3 separate regions of the Sus scrofa genome follow, and all the other regions are linked to region 2. A link is a contact called in public HiChIP or PLAC-seq data. All regions are on one chromosome and are shown on one strand. The core of a region is the stretch at or near the end of the contact, and the rest is flanking DNA. Distances in the headings are between cores, read along the strand shown. Region 1 overlaps SLU7 (pre-mRNA-splicing factor SLU7). Region 2 overlaps PWWP2A (PWWP domain-containing protein 2A). Region 3 holds the start of C1QTNF2 (C1q and TNF related 2).

What was found. HiChIP or PLAC-seq counts read pairs in DNA pulled down with a chosen protein or histone mark.
Region 1: an H3K27ac HiChIP or PLAC-seq map of alveolar macrophages shows a contact between it and region 2. The contact joins two enhancer-like sites. A contact is called at or near these places in 1 of 5 promoter capture datasets (liver), 6 of 47 Hi-C or Micro-C datasets (brain, embryonic fibroblasts, mesenteric adipose tissue and 2 more) and 1 of 2 datasets of contacts at active chromatin or transcription factors (alveolar macrophages).
Region 3: a contact with region 2 is called in an H3K27ac HiChIP or PLAC-seq map of alveolar macrophages. The contact joins the promoter of C1QTNF2 here to the enhancer-like site in region 2. A contact is called at or near these places in 8 of 47 Hi-C or Micro-C datasets (embryonic fibroblasts, fetal skeletal muscle, heart right ventricle and 4 more) and 2 of 2 datasets of contacts at active chromatin or transcription factors (alveolar macrophages and skeletal muscle).

What each region holds. Positions count from the first base shown.
Region 1 is chr16:63,136,128-63,140,603 of Sscrofa11.1, forward strand. SLU7 (pre-mRNA-splicing factor SLU7) reads left to right here. Exons shown (of 16, transcript XM_003134093.4): 16 at 1-4,476. LOC102168193 (a long non-coding RNA gene) reads right to left here. Exons shown (of 4, transcript XR_001301904.2): 3 at 504-571. Among named protein-coding and RNA genes, the nearest start is that of SLU7, 20 kb to the left of the region's middle. Within about 2 kb of position 2,559, at least 71 of the 83 cell types and tissues checked have an H3K27ac peak or open chromatin away from gene starts, as enhancers often do. A contact at or near this core is called in alveolar macrophages, where this site is marked.
Region 2 is chr16:63,443,349-63,447,518 of Sscrofa11.1, forward strand. It overlaps PWWP2A (PWWP domain-containing protein 2A), which reads left to right. Exons shown (of 4, transcript XR_002339711.1): 4 at 1,722-4,170. Among named protein-coding and RNA genes, the nearest start is that of PWWP2A, 36 kb to the left of the region's middle. Within about 2 kb of position 1,518, at least 7 of the 83 cell types and tissues checked have an H3K27ac peak or open chromatin away from gene starts, as enhancers often do. A contact at or near this core is called in alveolar macrophages, where this site is marked.
Region 3 is chr16:63,178,222-63,182,642 of Sscrofa11.1, forward strand. C1QTNF2 (C1q and TNF related 2) reads left to right here and starts at 2,361. Exons shown (of 3, transcript NM_001142829.1): 1 at 2,361-2,399; 2 at 4,217-4,421. The coding sequence starts at 4,226. It overlaps LOC102168193 (a long non-coding RNA gene), which reads right to left and starts at 3,907. Exons shown (of 4, transcript XR_001301904.2): 1 at 3,054-3,907.

The DNA.
Region 1 (4,476 bases), core at 1,309-3,808, 310 kb before region 2:
GGGAGCCTGGGTTAGCTTTTGTGCATTTGATTTAGGAAACTTCAGGACACTTTCAACTCAAGAAAAATGTGTCACCTAACATTTCTGGACTTTTTTTTTTAGGGCCAAACCTATGGCACATGGAAATTCCCAGGCTAGGAGTAGAATCAGAGCTGTAGCTGCAGGCCTACGCAACAGCCATAGCAACTCGGGATCCGAGCTGCATCTTCGACTTAGACCACAGCTCACAGCAATGCGGGATCCCCAGCCCCACAGATTGAGGTCAGGGATCAAACCTGCATCCTCATGGATACTAGTTGGATTTGTTTCCACTGTGTCACAATGGGAATTCCAACATTTCTGGGCTTCTGTTCCATCTTCTGTGAAACCTAATTTACTCTGATTTTAGGAAGAATTCTATAACATTTGAAATCATGTCGTAGTTCTGTTTCATTCTGGAAAAAAGGTAACATCTTGAACATTACTGAAGATAAGAGGTGTGATTTTATTATCTCAATAATTACCTTTTGAATGCTGGAACTTTGGGCTGGAACTTTTTTTCTTTTTCTTTTTTTTCTTCACAGGGCCGCACCTGCAACATAGGGAAGTTCACAGACTAGGGGTCAAATCGGAGCTGCTGCTGCCAACCTATGCCACAACCATGGCGATGCCACATCTGAGCGAGATATGTGGCCTATGCTGCAGCTTGCACCAATGCCGGCTCCTTAACCCACTCAGCAAGGCCAGAGATCAAACCTGAATCCTCATGGATACTAGTCAGGTTCTTAACCCACTGAGCCACAACAGTAACTCCTGTAATTTTCATGTGTTATCTCTTCAAAAGAATTTCATGGGGTGAGTAATGGATAACAGCCATATTTTATAGTTAGCTAAGGACTTAATAACTCCAGGTAACTTGCTCAAGTCCTATCAGTTAAAAGTGTTGGTGCCAGTACATAAAGCCAAGTCTCTGACTCTAAAGCCCACTCCTTTCTCTTGCATTTAAAGCCCAGGTTTCTGGACCAGGAAGGCTGCTCTTTTGCAATTTCTCTCACTGACAGAAACCTTAGATAGCCTCTCAATCTTTTTATCAGGTTCACCCTCAATACTTGAAAATGATGCACCAGAAGTTCCCATCATGGCTCAGTGGTTAACGAATCCGACTAGGAACCATGAGGTTTCAGGTTCAATCCCTGGCCTTGATCAGTGGGTTAAGGATCTGGTGTTGCCGTGAGCTGTGGTGTAGGTCGCAGACGTGGCTCGGATCCTGCATTGCTGTGGCTCTGGTGTAGGCCGAAGGCTATGGCTAGGATTAGACCCCTAGCCTGGGAACCTCCATATGCTGAGGGGAGCGGCCCTAGAAAAGGCAAAAAGACAAAAAAAAAAAAAAGAAAGAAAATGATGCATCTCTCCTACATTCTTTGACACTTTCCCTTCCCCCACTTTTGCAGGATGCTTCTCACAAGCTTATATAAAAAATAAATAGAATGTGATTTCATTAAATACCCTCAAAATAGGAAAGAGTAGGTTGGTTTGTTTTGCCATTTTCTAGTTTACAGCTTGGGGTTTTTCTCTGAAGTCTATCATGCATTTATATCTTTAAGAGCCTGTAATCTAAGAATTTTAAATAAATCTTTTGGCGTCCCCGCCATGGCACAATGGATTAAGAACCCTACTGCAGCAGCTCAGGAGGGTTTGATCCCCAGCCCTGCACAGTGTTATTGGATCTGGTGTTGCCACAGCTGCAGCTAGCTGGAGTCACAGCTGTGGCTTGGATTCAATACCTGTCCCAGGAACTAACATATGCTGCAGGTGCGGGCTTTAAAATTTTTAAACAATCTTTTCTCCTATGATTCTTAGCAAATTCATCCACACGCTCTAATTTGTGGGAAGAGGGCAACACGTGTGGGCAAGAGGACTCATCCTCTACCATTAGCATCTTAATGGCATTTACAACTTGTCCCATTTGCCTGAATGTTTAATTTGGGAGTGGAATGAGCTTCCTTCTCTTTTACCTCATTTATTACACATAGGAAATGGTTAATTACTGGAGTTTATAATCTCCAAGCCCAAACCCTGACACAATATAAAGTTTCATTTCTAGTGCTCTGAATGTTAAAAGGTAGAACTATATGGACGTCCAGTGTCTTCCATCTCTGAGACTCTACAATTCATCCTTTTTGGCCGACACAATAAGCAAAAAATTTCCAGCGCCACTAGTCTGAAAAGCGGGCCAGCGCGCATGCTCCTTAGTCAAGTCAGCGGTGCCTTCAGCCTTTTGCCATCGCGCCTGCGTGCCGGGATGCACCTCGCCCAGTGTGCGGGCGGGAAGCCACCCGGAGAACCCGGATGGAACCCAGCGCGGCTGGAGCTGAGGAGACTGCGGGCGCTCCTGCCTCACCGCGCTCCGCAAGTTCCTGCTCCGGGGTCGGACCCAAGGCGCCACCGCTGGTTTCAACGCCCCGAGGCTGGGCCCCAGCCTGAGTCGAGAGCGAATTGGAGCCTGAGACAGGCGCCTAAAAGCCCGAGCATCCCTTGGGCCTGCGCCTCTGGCTCCGAGACGGCGGGCAGAGACCAAGCAGTCTTCTTCCCGCGCCGCCAGCATACTTAACTCGCCCGGGCCGCCTCCTAAACGCTCCGTCCTTAATAATACACAACAGGTCCTACTAGTTACAAGGTGGTGTTCTTTACATGCATGCTCACAATTAAACCTCCCAACAATCCTATAAGGTAGGTACTATTGTCATCCCCAGTTGAGGGATTGAAGCCTGGACAGGTACCCAGCCTCTAAGTGACAAAGCCAGGATCCCAGGCGTTCGTTTGCTTCTGCAGAGTATGCTCAGCGACTGCATTCCTGTCGCTTCTCTCCCGGCTGTTGCTTTTAACTGTAAGAGGTAATGAGTCAATCCTCTGCCTCCCTGACACCCGCACCAACTATGGACCGGCATAGGCGGTGGCCAGGTATAATAAGTTGGACTGTATTTGGTTTGGAGTTTTAGGTTTACAACTGTACTTTGGTATTGTCACTGCTGATATTGATGTTTTAGCCTTCCCCACATTATTTCGGTTCTGTGAATGTTCACTTGTAACTGGTTTTTCTCTCAGTTGTACTTTTTCATGTGTACCTTTCATAAACTTGCAAAATACTCTTGTTAAATCTGGTCTTTCATTCTGCATCTTCAGAAAGCTCTCAACGAACTCTCCAATGAATCATTCTAAAATCAAATTATGTCTATCTCAATAAGATAATCCTTTTCATTTTACTGTTTATTATGGAAATTTTCCAGTGTACATAGAAACTAGTGAGAATGTGTACCCATTATCCACCTTCAGCAGTTACCAGTTCAAGGCCAATCCTAGTCTATTTCCACCCCATTATGTGTGTGTGTGTGTGTGTGTGTGTGTGTTCAGTTCAGTATTTCAAAGGAAATCCCAGACATCTTATTTCACTTGTAAATAATTAAGACTGTACCTCTAATAAAAAAAGACCTTATTTTTAACACAACCCATACCATTATTACACTGTTTCAATTAACAATAATTACTTAATAAGATGATGCTTTTTTAATGTTTACCTATTTTAGGATATTGTGATTGCTAAATACCACAAAGGAGCAAGTGAAAATTGTAAGGTTCTAAAACACAAGCAAGCCTCTTGGGCGGTAAGTTCATCTCTGAGGATCTTGAAAATTCTTTCTACCTATTCTCCTTTTTCAAGGGGGATGGAGAAGAATACTAGAAATGACTGTTTCTAAAAATTCTTTTGTTCCAAGCAGATAACTCTTCAGTCAAAATATACTTGAGTAGCATAGTCAGAGTGTATAAGAATGTACTCTTAACTCATCCTATGATTTCTAATGAGACTAAAGTAAAGCTTTTTCCTTTACTCCTTCTGCCCCCCAAATACATGTAACAGAATACAGAAGTATAAGCATTTTTATGTTCATGTCATAATTTTATCATTATTAATTAGGAGAGGTTCAGTTGGCCTATAGTCTCATCTCTTGCCCAAAGAAAGCTTGAGATCAACTCCGAACTTCAAATTGTCTTGACTGGCAGACATCTTCCAATGTTAAACTGACTGACAACAACCATATGGCAGATCAACTTAAACTGACTGACAACAACCATATGGCAGATCAACTTAGTAGTTACATAGAGATACATTTTACAACTAGTTATTCTTGGCAGAGTCACTAGAAAACTTTTAATATTCATGGCTTACTTACTGTGATTTTTTTAATGGCCAAATTGAGCATTTGGATTTAAATGTACCCCATCACATCATTTAAGCCATGTTATGTGGCATAGAACTTTGGAGACTTTGGGGATCGCTTATTTATCTGGCAGATAGAATTGTTTTCTAAGGTATATTTGGCCCTATCTATGGTTTATACTTTTGCTCATTGCTCAGAGAAAAAGAAAAAAAGGTATGGCTTTCTTTTTAGGCCTCTCAACTTTCATAGGAAGTTGTCATCAACTCAGAAAACATAAATG
Region 2 (4,170 bases), core at 268-2,767:
TGAACATGAACACAAAAGACTAGCGGGCCAGACTCTGTGGTCTGGGGTCTTGCATGTTTGTTTTTTACACGGCACTGGAGAGGGGAAATGCACATGGATAACACCATTCTTTGATGCAGTTTCTTGATTTTCCTCTTGGCTAGAAATGAAAAGAAGATTTTGGAGTTCCCGTCGTGGCGCAGTGGTTAACGAATCTGACTAGGAACCATGAGGTTGCAGGTTCGATCCCTGCCCTTGCTCAGTGGGTTAACGATCCGGCGTTGCCGTGAGCTGCGGTGTAGGTCGCAGATGCGGCTCGGATCCCGCGTTGCTGTGGCTCTGGCGTAGGCTGGCAGCTACAGCTCTGATTCGACCCCTAGCCTGGGAACCTCCATATGCCACGGGAGCGGCCCAAGAAATGGCAAAAAGACAAAAAAAAAAAAAAGATTTTTTTAGAATGATTATTGAAACCCAAGTTTTAAATATAGAGAGGTTCAAAAGATAAATTCCTTGTGCATTCATCTTTTTTTCTTGTGTGACTGCTATTCCATTGTAGCTAGTAGTATATTTGTTTTCTCATTAAAAAAAAAGGATAAATAGCCTTTATTTAAACTTATTAAACCTCATTTAAGAAAATTACTCTTGGAGTTCCTGTCGTGGCACAGCAGAAACACATCCGACTAGGAACCATGAGGTTGTAGGTTTGATCCCTGGCCTTGCTCAGTGGGTTAAGGATCTGGCATTGTCATGAGCTGTGGTGTAGGTCGCAGACGTGGCTCAGATCTGGTGCTGCTGTGTCTGTGGTGTAGGCCGCCAGCTGTAGCTCCAATTAGACCCCTAGCCTGGGAACCTCCATATGCCATGGGTGTGGCCCTAAAAAGACAAAAAAATTATTAAAATTAAGTAAACATGTGTATGTATTTCTAGATCAGGTGTATAAAGTTTCTCTTTTTCAGTGCCAGAAGAGCCTTAAGGTTTTGATTATATGCTACACTTCTGGTTTAGCATTTAAAAACATGTTGTAGGGACTGCATGTTTAAATCTGTGATCCCAGAGTTGATTACACTGATGAGATAGATGAGTTGTTTCTTATTTATACTGTATTTAAAGTAGGGAAGTAGGAAACAAGTAAATAGTTTAAAAAGTAAGGCTTAAAACAACAATCTTTTACCTGAATTATGCTTAAATGAGAAAGCTAACCTTGTCAAACCCATTTCAAGCAGGTGGTTAGCTCACAGTAAGCTCAGGCCTGATGCTCCCCCCTGGCATTAAAGGAGAATGGGACTCGGGCAGTTTTTGGTCAGTCTTCAAGAGGGAAACTCTGAGCTCATTCATGATATGCTACAGATAGGCTGACAACTTTGGCCCTTGTTGAATACTGAGGAGATCATGACTACTCCAACACTAGCCTAGTGTTAGGCTAGTAAAAATTTTTTGTCAGGAGCATTAAATGTGAGCATTATTGTAGGGCTAACATCTTCATGAGCCTTTAGGCGTTTGGCTGCTCAGTTGACTTGGGCTGGAGAGTGCCCTCTCCTGGCCAGCACTGGTGTGCACACACCAAGTCTTTCCTGTTACCAGAGCTTCACGTTCTTTGAAGCCAGTGAGTTACCTAGGATAAATTAATTATGAAAAATTCAATTGAAGTTTGGTCTTATTTTTAAATTTTTTTTTGGTAAGATGGATTAAAAAGAACTCAAATGACTGCTCTATTTTTGTTAACTTGGTTTTTTCTACCATAGGTCTCAACAAATGGCAGCTATTACATCAGACAGTGACGAATCCTGCTGCTCCCTTACAGTGTCTGACAGACCACTGTGGATTCAGACTGGGAGCATTGAAGTTAACAGTGAAACGGGCAGGTCTGTCTGTGTTAAGCCCTGCCACAGAGTGAAGAGGGCATCATGTCATCCTTATCATTCCCAAAGTAGGTTAGGCTAGATTTAAAGGGGATGCATTAGTTCTTTCTCCTTGTCTTTACTGACCTTGGTTAGCTGGGTGTATTCATGTAAGTGATAGTTTGAATGAGTGAAAATAACTTTTAACCAGTATTAGCTGCTGTGTTTAAAAAAAAGAAGAATAAAAGGAGAGCTAGCCTCCCACGAGCTTCCTTGAATTGAGAGGAGTTACTCCTAGGGTAGAAGTTGGGTGTCACAACTGCAGAATTTTGTCAAGGATGACTGAGTGTCCACTGGAAGTCAAGTATCGGATTTATCTTTTCATTGTCTCAGTCTCTGTCACTTTTATACTCATTACTTCTTAGTCATTACTTAATATATAAGGATATGTGTAGCTGTATATAAGTGAATTAAACCTCAAAACCGTTGTCATTTACAAAAGGCAAGTCAAAACTCAGGAGGAATGCTTAAATGTATCTGTAATCTATTTAAGTACATTTATTAAAACCACCTAGGATAATGCCTAAAAGGCTTATTTGGGGGCTAGCAGGAAAAGTTGAGGAAATTTTGCTGTGCTGCTTTTGAAGTTAGTTTTTTTTTTTTCTTTCTTGAATTAAGGCTATTTAACTCACTAGTGTTTGAAGCTAGTAAAGAGATATTAATTGAATTGTATCATTGTATGTGAGCTGTGATTTGCAAACTGGGTCAGAATGGCACATGTTGGATTCAAGATTGAGGCTGGGATATTTTGGACTCTTACCTATGTAGGAGTGATAGCTACCAGGTGATCTGAGGGAATAGCATTTTCAGTTTTCTGCACCTCCTATGGGAATAATAAGATCTGCTTTGGTCCTTGGCTTTCCTGCCAACTTGAATAGGCTTCACTAAGGTTGAGTTGTAAATAGAAGGAAATGAAATTGTACAGGGGATTGGCTGTTTACCTTTTTCTTTCAGTTTATAAAATGGGGATACTTACTTCCAAAGTTCCCTGAGTCTGAATTTATTATGATCATATCAGTATCTTAGTTTTAGACATAAAAACTTTCCTTAGCTCAGTGTTTAATTTTAAAATGATGTTAGTCATTCTGTTTCTTTAGTAGCAAGGACTACATCACCTTCTGTTTTGATGTGTGCAATATTTATGGCTAGAAGCCAGTTTTCATTGCTTGAGAAGAAATGTGATAGACCCCCCTGTGAAGTTTATTTTATAGGCTTTGATCCAGTAAGTGAAGCATGGCAGCACTGGAAGTGAAGATCTTGAGTTCTAAGAAATACAGCTACTTTGAAATGTTTGGAAGTTAAATACTGGGAAGGATGGGGTGGTTTTTTTTTCTTTTTCTATGTTTTGTCTGTTATTATTACACGGAAGGTACCATATCTTTAGTTTAAAAATACATTGGACCAAAAATAATCGTCGTTCTTTCCACTGCTCACATGTTTTGGAATTTAAACTCTCATTGATACTTAGGCTCCCAGGTTTGAAAGGCATAACCAGGGATTGTAGAGGTTTCAATGGGATTTCTACCACCGTTTGGTATCAAAGCAAGGTCAGTAATGTTGGGTATTCTAGTCTTGCTACTTGACAGTAATTTTTACAGGTCTTGCCCTTTATAAACGTTCTGCTTGGTGGCCTGCTTTCTGTTGGAGCTAAGGTGCAGAGTGCCTCTGCTGATAATGTGGTTTGCTGGCTTAACAAGGGACGCTGTGGTCAGTTGAACCCGTGTACGTAAGTTGCTTCTAGTAGCCAAATGGTGCTCTTGATGCCTTTTGATGTGCTGTGTGTCTACCACCGGGGAGCCACCCTCCATGCCTTTCCTTTTCTGCTCTTGCACATTTGTGGACAGTGTGATCTGCAGTTGAGTTTTACATAGCTGTTTTTTTCCCCCCCCCCATATAAATTTGTGTCTTAAGCCTGTAGGCAGCCTGTGCTAGAGGAAGTCTGCTGGTGTTTCATAGTCCAAGTGGTGAAGCTGACTTGCAAACTTTAATATTGTTACTTGTGAAATGGCAGAATAAAGAACAAAGCAAAATCCCCCCTTTATTTGGCAAATATTCACAATTAAGTATTAAAAAAAAAAACACTCATGTGCAGATTGACTATTTGAAAGTGACAACCATTTTATTTGTGTTGGAATTTGGCCAGATATATTTCATAAATAACATGAATGTTTCTGCTGGTTTATAGTGGCAGTGAGTTGTTTTCTCACAAAAATCCATGCTGTTCAAGTTTAACTGATTTAAAAGAAAAAAACTGGATGTGATACAATCTATATAGCTCTAATTTAAATAGGGA
Region 3 (4,421 bases), core at 1,111-3,610, 260 kb before region 2:
GCCCCCTCCCCAGTGTGGGAGTGGGGGGCAATGTGCTCTAGGAGATCAAAAGAAAGGAGAGATTAGAACTGGATCTGGTTTGAGTTAGAAAAACTGGGCCAAGGTGAAAACTTCTTTGAATCCAAGGGTATCAGAGCCCTTTTGGATTTAGACCATGGCCTTGTTTTCTCTTCACTGTGGATTTTCCTCAGGGTGGAGTCTGGGTCTAACACACTCATTAATCAAACAAATATTTCTTGAACACCTACTATGTGCAAGGCAGTTGAATGCCCTGGGGATACAACCCATCCCTGCTCCCGTGGGGCTTCCATTTTAAAGGGAGAGGCTGCGGGCCCCGTAGGGTGGCAAGCAGACAAATGCAATGAATACAGATGAAACGTAAAGGCTGGAAAGACAGAACAAGGATCTGGACTCCAAAAGGAGAACTGTTGAGAGGAAGGCCTTGGAGGAAGTGACATTTAAGCAGCAACACCAGGGATGAAGAGTCACATGCCAAGAGGGTGGGCTGCTGGGTTGCAGGCAGAGGAGAGGAATGGAGCTTGGCCTGAAGCAGGGAAGGGGTTGTGGGAAGAGTGGGGAAGGTTAGGGGAGAGGCAGGATATCCTTTAGGGATACCTCAGGGGTTCTGATATTTGCAGCCAACAGCCACTGGAGTAAGACTGTCCAGGAAGCAATGTGGCTGAGTTATGTTTGTACATGATCCTTTCAGCTTGGGCATGAAGAGTGCCTGTGGAGGGCGCAAGGGACCATGGTAGAGGCTCTTTCCAGGTCTCAGCAAGGAATGAGCTGATGATGTGGGGGAGGGGGAGTGGTGCATTGTGCACCCTGGTTTTTTGGTTCAGCCCTTGGGGACACCCCTTTAACACTCCTGTCATGGCCCGGGAGGCTGCCCCCATCACCTTGGCTAAACCACATGTGGTCCTCAAGTATCCTGAGGGAGAAAAGACATCCCTTACACATTTTCAAAATCATGAATTCTATGTTTGTGCGTGCAAAATGATATAATAAAAGATGAGAGATATCAAAGAAATTTCTCTATTGCTGTGTGTGGCTTTGGTATATGCTTCAAGATCTCTCCTATAATTTGGAATATTTAGGAAGAAAATCTGAGAAACGCTGACATAATGGAAAGCATTTGGGCATTAGGGTCAGCCAAACCTAAGTTCAAATATAACTTCTGCATGAACTAGTTGTGTAAATATGAGCAAATTAGCCTCTCCAAGCTTCAGTTTCCTCTTCTATAAAGCAGTGCACGCGGTGGCAGGGGCGGTGCAGGGGGTAGATACCAGGGAAGGGAGCTAGATGTATTACATTATATATTATGAATAGTCTTCAGAGCCCTTCAGATGCAGGTTCAAATGTTCTCCCAGTATTCGAATTGTATGACTTTGAGAAAATCATTTCACTTCTCAGAGCCTCTATTTCTTCTGAACACAAGAAGGTTACTGTCTTCATAGGGTTTATTGTAAACTTCAAATAAAATAATTCCAGTAAAGAGCTTTGCATGTTTCCTGGAACTTTATAGATGTCCACTTAAGACAGTTTGCCTCTGCCTCAGTTTCCCTGTCTATATCCAAAGGGGTTGGATTGGATGGCCCCCTGGGGCTCTCCTCAAGTTTGTCATTCTAAATTTATTTTTAAAATCTTGCAAGAATGAACCTGTCTGGATGCCTTGGGGCCTTGGACCCTCTCCTAGCACTTCTTGACTCCAGGTTTTTTTACCTCCGTGGTGTGGAGAATAGGCTGAGGGGCCCAGAGCAGGGGAGGCTGGGAGTGGGGTTATTTGGAGCCTGGTGTTTTGGGGGTTTTTGGGGTTTGGGGAGGTTGTTTATTTGGTTTAGGGCACCATACCCCATGGCATGTGGAAATTCCCAGGCTAGGGGTCGAATAAGAGCTACAGCTGATGGCCCACACCACAACCACAGCGACATGGGATCTGTGACCTACACCACAGCTCACAGCAATGCAGGATCCTTAACCCATTAAGCAAGGTCAAGGGTCAAACTCGCATCCTTGTGGCATCCTTGTGGATACTAGTCGGATTCATTTCCTCTGGGCTACAATGAGAACTCCTGTTGTTTTTTGTTTGTTTGTTTGTTTTGAGGTGTCCTGGAGGCAAGGAGATTGCCCTCTCCATCCCTCTGGGTTTGGAACAAGAATCTAATCGCCCCGCCTTTATTTCCAAAACAGTTCCTGGCTCAGGCTGCAGGAACCTCCAGGCTCCAGCCCTGAGAAATCCCTTCCTCTCGGCTTGTTCCAGAGCCCTAGGCCTCCACCCAGCCCCTGAGCCCCTGAGTGGGCCGGCACCACTGAGCGGGATCCCCTGTGGTCCAAAGAGGCTGGAGGGGAAGGACGTGGGCTGGAGAGAAGACCCTCCTCCCTGGAGTGTGGGAGTGGAGGTGAGAAAAAAGAGGAGCTCTTCCCCTCCCTCCTGGCTTTCTCTCCTCCAGCTGTCTCTCTCCCCTGCCTGACTTGCAGACTCTCATCTGCCTGGGAGACTTGCCCTACTTCTTCCTTCCCTCCTTCCCTCCCTCCCTCTCGGAAAATATTTTCAGGTTGGCACTTTCCTAACTATTTCAAACCTGCTTTGAGAATTCAGTTTCTCTCCTGGGGCCCTACTTGTGTCCCAGCTCACAAGTAACACTAAGACCAGTTTTGCAAGGCTCTCATCAAGCAGACCAGGTAAGGAGATGAAGATTCCTGGGGCCTACAGTGTGTCTAGGACACCGTGTTCCAAAAGTTACATCCTGCATGTAAACTTCCCCCACATTTGCCAGGCTTGCCTGAGCACACATTGCACTAGGGGACAGCAAACTGCAACTTTATTTTTGTCTCCCTCTGCCCCTTTATAATTTAGCAGTGAGGGAGCTCTACCCCACCCCTGCCCCCTGGTAATTCACTCCCAAGGAATCCATCTTTAGTCAAAGGTGAGACTTCTCCTCTCCCCTGCACAGGTGTGAGGCTGGCAGGACCATCTGCTCCCTCTCCCAGGCCACCTCTCTCCAGGTTGAAGGACGGAGAGGTAAAGGGACAGATGACAGGAGGGTCCTTACTTGTTTCACTGCTGGGACAGGGTGGACACTGATGACGTCTCTTCTGTGGGGTGCCTTCTGTGGGCTCCTCAGGCTTTCCCAGGTTGAGTCCTCCAACCGGAACAGTCGTGAAGCTGCTCTATCCCTGGCCTTTTGCACACTTTCCTTTCACAGGCAAGTCCAGGCCTCACCCTCAGCTTCTGGTTGTCTGGTTTTCTGGTATCCACCCTGCATGGTTATCGCTGCTGGGCTGCCCTCTTTCTGTTCTGATCTTTCTGGCCCAGGCTGGCTGGGGCTGCAGAATGTCCAGTACCTTCCATCGACCAGGGAGGACAGGAAGGCCGTCAGCCCCCTTCCTGGACAGCAGAGCGCTCTCTCTTCCTCTTCCCCTTTTTCACGATGCATGTCCATGCCCTTTCCCCTCCCAGGGACGCTGGTCACATTTTAAAATCCAAGGGTGCCCAGAGTCATAGAATGGGCTCTCAAATGGTTGTTTTGTCACTTCTTCGTTTTTTGGCCTGACCCCTCAACTTAGTGGTTTAGCGTGCAACCTCTCGTGTGACCTCGTGCCCCGCTGAAAATTTCCATTTTAACACCCTCTGTAGCTCACCCACTGAGGCTTTCTTTGAGTCCTCTCTAAAGGGCTAGATATCCAGAACTAAGCTGCGCTGGTCAAGTCCCCCTTTTTTTCGGTCATTTCTGGCTACCCCGCCGAATATGAAGCTCCTGGGCCAGAGATCAAATGGGAGCCACAGTCATGACGTAAACTCTAGTTATGGCAACACTGGATCCCTCACCCACTGTGCTGGGCCAGGGGTCGAATCTGGATGCCCACTCCTCCTCTGGATGTCTTTCTTTTTTTTTTTTTTTTCCTTTTTAGGGCCACACCTGTGGCATATGGAAGTTCCCAGGTTAGGGGTCCAATCAGAGCTGTAGCTGCCAGATACAGCCACAGTAACACTAGATCCAAGCCATGTCTGAGACCTACACCAAAGCTCATGGCAATGCTGGATCCTTAACCCATTGAGTGAGGCCAGGGATAGAATCTCTTTCCTCATGGATACTAGTCAGGTTTGTAACCAACCAGCCAAGCCGCAGTGGGAACTACTGGATGCCTTTCTGACCGACTGCCAGTTAGCTCAGTGGCCAAACTTGCCTGCTCACAGGTCTCTTGCCTCCTACAGGTGACCACCATGATCCCCTGGGTGCTCTTGGCCTGCACCCTTCCTTGTGCAGCTGACCCGCTCCTTGGTGCCTTCGCTCGCAGGGACTTCCAGAAGGGATCCCCTCAACTCATCTGCAGCCTGCCTGGCCCTCAGGGCCCACCTGGCCCCCCAGGAGCCCCAGGGCCCTCGGGAATGGTGGGAAGAATGGGCTTTCCAGGCAGAG